Regions from separate parts of the Mus musculus genome. Here region 2 is linked to region 1. The links are chromatin contacts, called in public Hi-C maps. All regions are on one chromosome and are shown on one strand. The core of a region is the stretch at or near the end of the contact, and the rest is flanking DNA. Distances in the headings are between cores, read along the strand shown. Region 1 has its middle 18 kb from the start of Btg1. Region 2 has its middle 73 kb from the start of Gm33897.

Evidence for each region. Hi-C and Micro-C count contacts between places; a contact is called where the count stands out from the background.
Region 2: a Hi-C map of double positive thymocytes shows a contact between it and region 1, with 2.8 times the contacts expected there. The contact joins two enhancer-like sites. A contact is called at or near these places in 2 of 39 promoter capture datasets (hippocampal neurons and neutrophils), 7 of 484 Hi-C or Micro-C datasets (the AML12 cell line, CD4 T cells, CD8 T cells and 2 more) and 2 of 115 datasets of contacts at active chromatin or transcription factors (differentiating embryonic stem cells and double positive thymocytes).

What each region holds. Positions count from the first base shown.
Region 1 is chr10:96,632,132-96,638,861 of GRCm38.p6, reverse strand. No RefSeq gene overlaps it. Among named protein-coding and RNA genes, the nearest start is that of Btg1, 18 kb to the right of the region's middle. Within about 2 kb of position 4,206, at least 70 of the 459 cell types and tissues checked have an H3K27ac peak or open chromatin away from gene starts, as enhancers often do. A contact at or near this core is called in double positive thymocytes and regulatory T cells, where this site is marked.
Region 2 is chr10:96,785,444-96,791,500 of GRCm38.p6, reverse strand. No RefSeq gene overlaps it. Among named protein-coding and RNA genes, the nearest start is that of Gm33897, 73 kb to the right of the region's middle. Within about 2 kb of position 4,085, at least 51 of the 459 cell types and tissues checked have an H3K27ac peak or open chromatin away from gene starts, as enhancers often do. A contact at or near this core is called in double positive thymocytes and regulatory T cells, where this site is marked.

The DNA.
Region 1 (6,730 bases), core at 2,957-5,456:
ACTGTGTTTCATGAAACGATGTTGGAGAGATCAGCTGGAAGTTTTCTCTACTTTTAAATTAGCACCAGGACAGTCAAGGAACAGGTTGGGGGAGAGAGAGCATGCTCGGTTTAGTGAAAAAGAGGATGTGGTCCATGCCAGTAAGTAACAGGTGAAGAAAACATTAATTGCTAAGAGAGGAGAAAGCAGAACCTGGCACCCTTTGCACTTTGCACTTCAGTTAAAAGAACTACAGTGCTATCATGAAATAAAATTTCTTTGGAAAACTGCAGCAAGTTTATGTCTGATTATCTCAAGGATAAACAATAAGGAGACCTGTGTATGTGTTTGTACACACTGTTGCTGAGGGATGCACCCAGGACTCTGCACATGCTTACTGTGTGTTCTCTGAATGATGAACCCTTCTCATTTCCATCACACAAAGGATTATTCAGTCATTCACTATCCAGTCTCCTCTGAAAGTCTCCAAACAACCCTCCACTGCTCTGACAGTTACACCTTCTTGCTACCCCAACTCCCCACCCCACCCTATCCAAAGCCTTCTGCATCATTCACAGTGCCAAGTGTGCTCTTTCATACATCTGTATCTCTCCCTTGGCGGACCACAGGTATTGAACTTGGTACATTTTGCACAAGGCCAGATTTATCTACACATCTTTTTAAGTAAATATTTACTTTTACTATTTGTGTGTGTGTGTGTGTGTGTGTGTGTGTGTGTGTGTGCGCGCGCGCGCGCGCACTGGTAACCAAACGTGGGTCTTTTGCAAGAGCAATGCTCTTAACCACTGAGCCACCTTTCCAGCCCATCTCTGCAGATCTTAAGCTCTGGATCAAGTGGAAGGCTCTATTCATTGTCTACTGTGTTCCTTCATTTTAGCCTTGATGCCATGTTCTTTTCCCTCCTGGCATCCCTGAATCCACCACTGAGTACCTGAATGCTATTCCTTGTAGAGCCCCTCCCCCCACCCCCATTTCCTTCCCTCGTAAGCTCATTTATTTCTCAGTATCTTTACTATGACACAATATACTGCCTTATTGTAGTTTGTAATCTTCCTTCCTGCATTAGATTATAAACCCTGTGTGGTTTAAGCCTGCTTCCAACACCCTCAAACTCTCACCAGGACTCAGCAGAATCCTGCGTGAAAATCAGACAATCATGTACTTTTGTGTATTTAAAAGGAGAGGACCAGATACTTCCCTAGCAGTGTGGAGGGAGATGGGGAAGGATTGAGAGTAGCCTGGGCTACAAATAGAGTCAGTCTAGGAGAGAAGCCAGGGGAGTGGAAAATAAATAGAAAGGAGAAGGGATAAATATTTCCAGATCTTTTCATTCAGGGTCATTCCAGATCCTAAATTCTCTACTGACCACATCACTCGCTGAAAACCTGTTTCCTTCTTGATCCTAAGGTTACTGTGTTCATGGTTTTCCTTTTTCTCATTCAAGAGAGAAGCTATCGGGAGCTTTATTTTCCTTTCCTAAAACCAAAATAAAGCCAATTTTTAAAAAGCCATAAAGAAATGGGAAAAAGAACCAAAACCAAAACCAAAGAAATCCAGAAAGGATTTTAAGAAACAAAATGGACCCAGTTCTACTCTTGTGACTAGAGGACCCTTGGAGAGGAACCACACTGCATAAATGAGAGGAGGAGGGATTACAGGTTTAATCCTCAAAGCTCCTCTTTGGGCACCAAGCTTCTTGAAAGAGAGGCCTGGAAAAGCACGGACATGTTCATCCTTCTATTACAGAAGGAGAGAACTGTTGTGACTTCCTTCTTTACCCTTACAGAAGTGCCTTATCTGACTCAGTACTTACTTGACTTGATTTCTATCTTGAGGCAATGTGCTAGAGAAGGAGTGTGTGTGTGTGTGTGTGTGTGTGTGTGTGTGTGTGTGTGTGTGTGTGAGAGAGAGAGAGAGAGAGAGAGAGAGAGCACACACATATGTGCCTGCTATGGAGAACCTGGAAAGCCACTGACAAAGATAAAACGAATAGGATTTAAAAGCACGAAGAACAATAAAATCAATGAAGGACAGATTTGCTCGCTTGTTTAGTATTTTCTTTATTTGAGGCAGGGTGCTACTATGTAGTTTACAGGATTGACAGTCATTCTGTCTCAGCCTCTAGGGTTGGGATTACAAAAGTGTGCCACCATGCCTGGCTGAGACGTATTTCCTTGGCCTCTAAAACAACTGTCTACAAGAAATGATGTGTGGCTGAATGCAAAACACAAAACAAAACAGCTATGAGATTTTGGTATTATAACATTATGGTGATTTAAATGATGTATTATTACTCTTATATGTCCATGTGTGTAGCTGTGTGTCCATGTGTGAAGGGGAGTTGGGGGAGGTGATATACCAAGGCACATGTGTGGAGATCAGGAGACAACTTTGTAGAGTTGGTTCTCACCTTTCACCTCTAAGTAGTTTGTGAGGGTAGAACTCATATTCCCCAGTTCCCATAGAGCGCCTGCAAGCATCTTTACCCAGTGTGCTGTCCCTTCCACCCCAGCTATCCCTTCTGTCTGGGTCCCCTTTCACTTCCGGTGATGTATCCTACTTATTGTTTCCTGGTTCTTTTGTTTTAACGAAGGAATTCGAGTCTTCGAGTAGGAACTGAGAATTCATCTTGACAAACGAATCTTTGAAAAATGAAAACACAACAACCAAATAACTTAAAATATTTAACAGAGTGTATACTCAGCCAACTAGGTCTCTACTCTGCAGAACTCAGGAACCTAGCACAGAAGAGCCCAACTTTCGGTCTGAATTTTTTTTTTTCAATTTCTAAGCATCACTTTTTTTTTTAAAAAAACAATAGAAAGATGTTTCGATCACTATAGGACAAAAACTTAACTCTTTTTTTTTTTTTCAGTCAGACAAGTTCTGCAAACCTCCATCTATTTTTTTCCTTCTCCCAGTGAACTTCCAAAGTTTATGTTCAGGAGAAAGAATTCTATCTACACTCAGCAACTGGGCTCATAATAGGGAAGACACTAAACAAACCTTCATTCTCCAGGGCTCCAAATCTCCCTCCATTTATAGCCAGAGTTTACAGCCCGTGTTCATCTCCCATTTCCTCCACGGAGCCGTCCCTGTCAAGAGATGCTCAGCACCTGGTCCCTGAGAGGGTTTTCTGAGAGCTTTGCTGACTGGCTGTTTCACAGGAAGCATTTTTTTACCATTAATCACCCTCTCTCTCTCTCTCTCTCTCTCTCTCTCTCTCTCTCTCTCTCTCTCTCTCTCTCTCTCAGAGGAAGGCCCCGTGGTCTCCAGGGTAATCAGCTCTCTGCTTCCCTGAGATCCTTGGGTCCCTAAGGGAGAAGATATGAGGGGAGAAAAGAAGAGGAGGATTTTTCCACATTAAAAGTAGGAGTAGGGACTGGCCAGCTGGTGCAGTCAAGTGCCCAATGTGTAAGTCTGAGGACCTGAATTCAGACCTCTCAGAATGCTCAGCTTTGGCACTGAGAGGCAGAAACAAAGAGGACCCTGGGACCTGCTGGCCATGAAATAAAGGCAGGTCCTGAAAGGGATTCAGTGTGAGAAGCTGCCTCAAAAAGTATCCTGAGGAGCAGACAACCCCAGGGCTCTACACAGACACACAGACACACACACAAGCAAGAAGGAAGGGTGCGGTGGTATGACATACATCCTAATCCCAGGATACCAGAGATCACCCGGAGGCCAGCCTGTTCTACACTGTAAGTTCCAGCCCAGCCAAACGAGTCCAGCAAAACCTTGTTTTACGTGGGAGAAGGGGAGGGAAGTAGGGTAGAGATTCAAACTGGAAACCAAACCAAACCAAACCAAACCAAACCAAAATTTTAAATCAAAAACAAGAAAGCAAAGACTAAAAATGAAGAGACATTGAGGTGTGTAAACAGAAAATCATTACTTCAGCACCACAGATAGGATAGGAGAACAGTTAGTAGCTGTGGAGGCTTCGTGGTATTGTGTACTGCAAAACACACATCCTTGCTCTCACCTCTCATCACACTGCAGGAAGATGTGGAGCACACTTGGAACCCCAGCACATGGGCCACAGAGCCAGGAAGATCAGGAATTCTGGGCCATCCTGGCCTATACATGGGGATTCTGCCTTAAAAATAAGTAGAGCTAGTGAGATGGTTTGGTGGGTCAAGGTGTTTGCCTCCTGACCCAATAACCTGATTCCGATCTCTAGATTCCACATCATCAAAGAAGAGAGAACCAACTGTCAGAAGTTGTCCTCTGATCTCCTCATGTGCTCTGTGGCACCCACCACATGTCGTTGCACACTGTGTGTGTGTGTGTGTGTGTGTGTGTGTGTGTGTGTGTGTGTGTTGAGCCACAGTGCACATGTTGAGGTCAGATGCACACTTTTGAGTGGGTTCTCTTTTGCCACTGTGGGCCCCTGGAATTGAACTCAGGTCATTAGGCTTGGCAGCAGGCACCTCAACCTTCCAAACCATCTCCCTGCCCTTACATAGTCTTTCCAATGCTAACTGTACTCACCCTACCCTCCAGCAAACACCTATAGCCACCCCCACCCCCGAACCCTCGAAATAAATTTCTAGTGAAATAAAATCGTCATTGAAAATTATAAACATAAATGTAGGCAAAGGCCTACACACTCCACACACTTAGATAATATTTTCACCCAAACACTCCGAAATCTTGAACTGTGAAATAGCCAACTAAGTAGTTCCATTTCAATTAGCTTTACCAGGAGTTTACTGTATAACAGTGTTATGCTAGATTTAAATTTAAAAATAACTCTGCCCAACCACACATTTAGGCGTGTTTCTCTTTCATTCTACAGCAGAGTATTCTCCTAACTAGAGAAGTTCAGCTTGAGTGGGCGGGAAGAAGGGGAAAACAGTGAAATGGAGGCAGGACATTTCCCAGGAAAACCAAGGGCAAAAACACTTCTCATAGCCTGAGGATCCTGGCCAGCATTTTGATCAAGAGAATCAACTTTTGAGACACAGTGAAGCATCTGGGAAACCTTCTGGGAGACATAACACAGACTGTGGAAGCAAATATTAGCAGGTTCACCAGGCCGTAATCACCGCCGGTATCCATGGTGCTAAGGTTCAAATTAACATGGTTATTTTTCTTGTGTTGCCAAATTTAACATTGGGGAATTTTGGTTGTGGGCCTGTTATCATTAGGCAAACACACATACTGGTGTTGAAGCAAATTTTTAGATAATTGCACAGTGTTTATGAGAACAGATTTGGGGATTTAAGCATATACTCAAATACCCATGCCCCCAGATAAATACAGGTCTCCTGTCACCTTTGGTAAATGTTCATGTGGGTAAAATTTCTGATTCTGCATGTAATCTAAATACCATGACTACCAATATTTAGTGTTATCTCCCTCCCATTCTTTCTTCCTTTCTCTCTTTCTCTACAACCTTATCTCATTCTTAGTCAAGTGGTCGCAATTATCTGTCAATATCTACGACTTTAAGAAGCATCCTTTTGGTGTGGATCCAGGGGAGAGGAGAGGTTGGGAGGAACTGGGAGGAGTGGGGGGAGGGGAAACCACAATCAGAAACCAGAAAATGAAACCATAGAATGAATACATTAAAAAAAAAAAAACTATTTTCAAAACTGGAAAATGTTAAAAGGGGATCCTTTTGTAAGATCCAGAAAATCTTTCTGCCTCCATTTCAGACTTTCACAGAGGTGGCGAGAGTCACGACAGTGGTTTAATCTCTATGTCAACACACCAAGTGCTCAGGCCATCCCTCTGGAGTCAAAGGAAGGCCACCTAGAGAGAACTAATCCAGCCAGTGTGGGTAGGAACGATGAATCTCACTTCTTGGGCTAAGGAGTGAAACCAGGACAGAAGTCATGGTGAAATCTATTTTAGAAAGTACCAAGTGAATGAATCACGGAAATACTTTAAAATCTTCAGACCAAAGCTGGTTATTCATGCCTGAAGTTCCAGCTCTTGGGAAACTGAAGCAAGCGGGGTATGAGCCCGGGGCTATGTAACAAGACCTCAGAGACAAAAACAAGAGCCAGAGGTGGATGTGCAAGCCTTTAATCCCAGCAGTCGAGAGGCAGAGGCAGGGTGAGCTCTGTGAGGTGGAGGCCAGGTAATGAGTTTTTCCGGGACTGCTAGGGATATGCAGAAAGATCCCCATCTCAAACAAACAACTACTAGGCTGGGAGCAAGCATAGGTCAGACGCTAGACTGCCTGCCTAGCATTATCCCCTACGCTTATCCCCAATCCCTCATAAACTAGCAGTGTTGCAGGTGACTGTAATCCCAGCCCGTGGTGGGGTAGAGACAGGATCGTCAGAAGTTCAAGCATGTCCTTGGCTACTCAGTTAATTCAAGGCCAGCCTGGGATACATGACACCCTGTTTTAAAAGCAAAACACACTGGTGGCTGGAGAGACAGGTGGCTGAGGGTAAGAAGGATGCCTGCCTGCCTGCCTGCCTGCCCGATGCTCTCCTAGAGGACCCAAATTCAGATGACACACCCACCTGGCAACTCACAACTCACTTCCTATAATTCCAGCTCCAGGGGAGCAAACTGCTTCTTCCGGCCTATTCAAGGTAAGGTGTACATGTGGCATAGATACACTTGCATACACATAAATAGAAATACATCTTTTTTTTTAAATCAAAACAAAAAATTCTAACCGTGAAAAAAATAGAACCAAGAATAAAACAATATGCACATAGACAAATCTTAACATTGAAACTCTGTAACTCAATAGGCCATGTGA
Region 2 (6,057 bases), core at 2,836-5,335, 150 kb before region 1:
TTTAAATTGAAACATTTAAGTGTTCAAGAAGAAAAAGAACAGAAAAAAATAATATTAAACAAATTAATTATTTAAAAAAGAAAGGAGAGGCGAGAGCGGGCACAGCTAGAGAGAGAATATGTAAATATAGATCAAAGAAAATCACCCAGTATGCAGGTAAAATATTTAATGGAAACTTCAAATGATGGAAAAAAATATTCCGAAGAAGCTTTATAGGCCTTGAATTACAGAATGAGTTATTCTAAAGTATATTTAATAAGCGTTGCAGAGGATGGTAAAAGAGGAAATGGTGAAATAATTGCATTTTGTTCGTTTGCTTCAATAAATAAATACGTGAGTATCCAGCTTAAAAGGCCTGCCAAATACCAAACAGAATAAACAGGTAAGTCTTCATATACTGGTGCCTAATATTCAATGAACAGTAAAGTAGGGCTTACAGAGGATCCTAAACACCACTGGGAAGACAAGGGAGCAGAGGCGATCAAGCCAGCATCAGAGTCCATAGTGGCAATGGCGAGCATCTCCTTCCAGCAAAACTGACACATAGGAACAACCATAAAGGCAAAGTATGTCTTGCAAAGGCAAGCAGGTCACTACTCATGGGTCACCAAAAAAGGAATTGAACCCTGGGTGTGAAAAGAAGAAACAATTGTGAACAAATAAATTAATCTAAATAAAAGTGACATTTAACATCAAGCTGTAATTATAGAAATTGCTTGTGATCTGAAATACTTTTTCTATAGTTTATTTTTTATGTTTTTTACATTAATAAGAATAAAAAAATAGCAATCAGATATTGTAGAGAGGTGCCATGTTCTAAGCACACCACAAACGTATTTGTATGAATTGTCTCAGTTTTCTTTTTGTAAGAAATGGTGATTACTCCAAGTTTGTTAAATGTAGCAATTGTGGCTTTGAGCAGCGAGTTCTTCCAATGTCCTATTGTAAAAAGATAAGAGTATTTTTCTTTTTTTTAATTAGATATTTTCTTTGTGTGTATTTCAAATATTATCCCCTTTCCTGGTTTCGCCTCTGGAACTCCCCCATCCCCTCCCCCTCCCCCTGTTCCCCAACCCACCCACTCTCATTCCTGGTCCTGGCATTCCCCTATACTGGGGCATAGAACCTTCACAGGACCAAGGGCCTCTCCTCCCATTGATGACCTAAGAGGCCATCCTCTGCTTACATATACAGCTAGAGCCACAAGTTCCACCATGTGTTTTCTGTGATTGGTGGTTTAGTTCCAGGGAGCCCTGGGGGTACTGGTTAACTCATATTGATGTTCTTCCTATGGAGCTGCAAGCCCCTTCAGCTCCTTGGGTACTTTCTCTACCTCCCTTCATTGGGAGTGAGAAGGGTATAGGGGACTTTCGGAGGGCAAACTAGGAAAGGGGATAACATTTGAAATGTAAATAAAGAAAATATCTAACTAAAAAGAAATAGAAAAAAACAAAATAAAATAGCAATAAAAAACTTGTCTGAGGTTAAGAGAGGCAAAGTAAACACCAACCGAGCACAAGTTTCTCCTTTTGGTAAATCAACAAGTTTTTGTAACTAGGGGTTTGTAAAATATGGTTAATGCGCTGCATATCATTAAAATATTCATTTCAAAAATTAAGAGTAATAGATTTATGGATTCTAGGAAAAACTAAAATCCAGTTTCTTCTTCTTCTTCTTTTTTTTTTTTTTGGTTTTTCGAGAAAGGGTTTCTCTGTGTAGCCCTGGCTGTCCTCGAACTCACTCTGTAGACCAGGTTGGCCTCGAACTCAGAAATCCGCCTGCCTCTGCCTCCCAAGTGCTGGGATTAAAGGTGCGTACCACCATGCCAAGCAAAATCCAGTTTCTTAATTTATAAGATGAAGATACAAAATATTTGTTCTGGCCATTCATAGTTGATATGTTAAAGACTGCTAATATGTGTTCTAGTGTGTTTAGAGTTACAAAATATTATACAGCTCAAAATTATCGTAAAAGTAAAATAAAATATGCATGCCAGCCTTTAGAAAGAGAATTTTACCAGCTGCTAATAAATGAAGGGCTTTTACATTCCCTCATTCGATGTTTTAAAATATGGCTTCAGTGAGTAACTTTAATCTATAAAATGTCTTTGTATGATTATTTCTGACCTATCTTACTTCAAAAAAAAACCAGCTAACAAAAGTATATCAGAAATTTAGCATAATAGAGCTCATCTTTTAAAATATATATACACACCTTAAATTTAGTTTCCAAAGGCATGCATCTTCTGAGAAAGCTCCTTGTTAATAATTTCAAATATTACTTCATTTCATGCATCTTCCATCAACAGTCTCATCTTTAAAAATGAATGTAAGAAGCAGGGAAAGTTGCTATTGTCTCTTTTGAAAAATGAAAATGCCTAATTTTCATACTGCTGTGGCACGGTTCAAGCTAATGATGTGCTAATGTGGTATCAGAGTGGTAACTCCTGCAGATCCAATGGCCTCATCAGGAAGCTGACCTCACAATAGTGTTGCTAGCATGTTAGATTTGACTCGATTTCCATAAGTAAATGGAATCTGAGACTCATTGCATGTTAATCACATAGTTTAGTATGTCCCGTATTTATTTTGAATAAGCATTGCATTCTCAAATAAGAATTATGTGCAGGAAGATGGGCCAGAATTTGATGGAGAAACCGGTGGGTACCCACTTCTTTTGGCTCCCGTGATGAATAGAGATTTTGAAGCCTATAGAAAATGAGAGCAGATGTGGGTAATGACATAATTTGTTATTTATGAATGCAGGTTTTCTCTGAAGATTGAGGAATTATCATGAAAACTATTCACTGAACCTCAAAAAAAATCAATAAATATTAATATCAGAATGCAAATGTTTTCACTATCATTTAAAATGTGAAGAGTATTTACCCATTTATGCCTCTGAACAATTCAGAGTGCCCTGAATGCTTATTGACTGTATGTCATTGCATGGTTCAGAGCAGTTCTCTGAACTGCTTAAAACTCTCAGCAAATCAGGAAGAGCACATTCGAAAAAGATAAGGCTGCACATTGTCCTCTTGCCCCTGTCACTCGTGGAAAGCGCCCTGGAGTGCAATCAGGAAACCTGGGCTTCGATATTTAAACACCATGTGACTCCAAGTAGCTTTCTCAAATATGAGCTACATTTTCCAAACCTATTAAATGAGAATAAAGGCACCACCCTCAAAGGGATATTTGAAGATAAACTGACATCAGAACCCACAGTATACATTACTATTTTAAACCCAATTAAGAATTAAGGATCTCCCCCCAAAAGTAGTAATTATCAACAAGATTATCTGAGAGTTCTTTTTTTGGTGGATATGAATTTGATGACATCATCCACATGAAAAGGAAATGGCAGGTCATCCATATATATACATATATATATATAGACATATATATTCAAATATTTCTAGTTATGATAATTATATAATTGTATAGGGTATAACTAAAAATTTCTCTATATACACAACAATTATGGGACATTGATTTAGTCTTTGATACTATGAGTGCTGAACAATTGATTGAGTTACCAGAGTGGTATGAATTTAAGAATGTCTCCCATAGACTCAAGTATTTGAATACTTAGTTTGCAGCTGGTATCAGTGTTGGGGAAGGCTATATAACCCTCTTTAGGGGGAGTCCTTCTGAATGAAGGATATCACTGAGGGTAAGGTTTGAGAGCTCAGAGCCACTTACAGCCTGTTCTCTCTAGTTCATGTTTGGGCTTAAAGATAGGATTTCTCAGCTTCCTGCTTCTGCTGACTGACATGTCTGCCTCTTACTGATAAACCTTCCTACCATGGTCCATTCTTAAACCCCCCGGAACCATAAACCAAAATAAATTCTTCCACAAGTTGTCACAAAAACAAAAACACAAAACCCTAATACAGTCATTAAATTTATTAAACCAGTAAAATTGATAGTTCACATCTGTTACAGTCTTATGAAGATTCATCTGTCCCTTTCTGGAACTGGCGAATAAATCATTGAACAAAAGCTCACCAGCTCAATACACAGTTCAAACAGCATTATACAGGAAACCTTCTCAAGTGTCTTGTAATCACCTGCCTAACGCTCTGTGGTGCCACAGGCAGGCGCAGGAAGTGGTTACAAGTAATCAAGCTCTAACTTTACGACTTTAACCAACTCAGCGGCTCTGTTTGCATGGCTTTCAAACAGCAGCATTTTGCCTAAGATTCCATTCACACAAGAGAATGCAGTGGTTAGTTCTTAACTGTCACCTTGACACAACCTAGAGTCACTGGGGATGTGTCTCAGTGAGGAATTGTCTAAGTGACCTGGGCTTATGGGCATAACCCTGAGGATTGAATTATGTATCAAGGGATAGGAAAATACCCAACCTAAAAGAGAAGCACATCGTTCCCTGAGCATCCATTCTCTCTGTGCTATTGACTGTGGGGGTGACGAGCAGCTTCAAGTTCACACCTTGACTTCCCCAAAACGATGATCTGGGACTTGAAACTTTAAGCTAAATAGACCTTTGCTCCCTTAAGTTGTTCAGACAGAATGTTTTATTCCAACAACAAGAAACAAAATCTAGACAGACAATTTGATTACTATAAAGGCACTTGAATTAATCATGGTTGGTGGTGCATTCTTACAATCCCAACATTCAGGAGGTGGAAGCAAAATAATCACCAGATCAAAACCCCTCAGCTCCAGATTGAGAGCCTTTCTCAGACAACCCAAAGGAGAAACATCTCACCTTGATGATTCCACCTTCGACAGTTCAAAGATGAGGAAGCTGTAGCCCAGAGACCACAGTACCTAAGGTAACAGTCAGCTACTTAATGAAGAGCACCACTAAGTTCTCTAGACTCTTAGTTGTCGTTATTTCTCCCATCATGATAATAATATCCATCTCCCTGTCATGTGCTGCACATCAAACACCAAGCCACACATTCCACCTGTATTTTTTTTTATACGCGGAAAACTCTTTAAGAATTCTACCAGTTTGATGAAGAAGTTCAAGGATGTTAAGCAACTTGAACAAGCCTACATTCGATTTCAGCCTAACACAAAATGTGTTTAAGCTGGAGGTTTCGTGTTGGCCATGAAAACAACAAGCCATCACAAAGCCCGTGAATAACTGAGTGTGTATTATATAATTAGTGGCCAGATTTTGCCATGCTTTTCATGTTCACTTTCTCAGAATTGAGACACAAGGACTATGAACATAGAGAAACCAAGTGAAATCTTTATTTCAGAACTGTTTTCCTCTCTCTGAACTGTAATCACATCTAATTTTATGTTGATTCTATATGTTATTATTGGGATAAGCTTGTGGCTTTTCTACTGTCTGATAGATCATGTTATTAAACACATTCATTTATTTCCTGGCTCAGGTGGTATAATGTGTACTCTGCAGATGAAATCTGTGTGTGTTATTGGGAAGGGGCTTTCCAGGTGACATTTGTGCCTTGCAAGTTTCATGTTCAAATCAATTTTCTTCAAATATAGATAAGCAGGGTGTTTTAGTATAACACCATTGTGGGATTTGGCCTATTTTTATGCAAATTGTAAGTCTGTATCTCAGGTATACAGAGTTTCACGGTTAAAAAATGTATATTCCCTTTCAATAATCTGTCTATAGTATGAAATTATCAAGGATGGATTTATTAGACCCAAAGAAAATAGTAATTCCAATTTGAGGCTTTTTACATAAGTTAAAAGGAATGATATTGTGGTTCCTGCCATTGTTATATTGTTTAAAGTAGAGATGGATAATGGGGTTTAAAGGTATATGGTAAAGAAGAAATACAACACAATAAATAATACATGAGAAGGGAGAATACTGTCGATGAAAGCATATGAAAAGACAGCAATGGGGAGATAGTCTGGGGGTTGGGGAGAAATCAAAATGAATCTAAATTGATAAAGTATGCCTGAAAATGCCACAAAGAAATCTGTTACTCTGTGATCTAATTTAAAATTTTTAATTAAATTGAACAGATTCAAGAAATTCCTGTAGTATACTTACAAATATTCATATGTGTTGCTGTTCTCTTAAAAATGAATATGTCTCACCAAA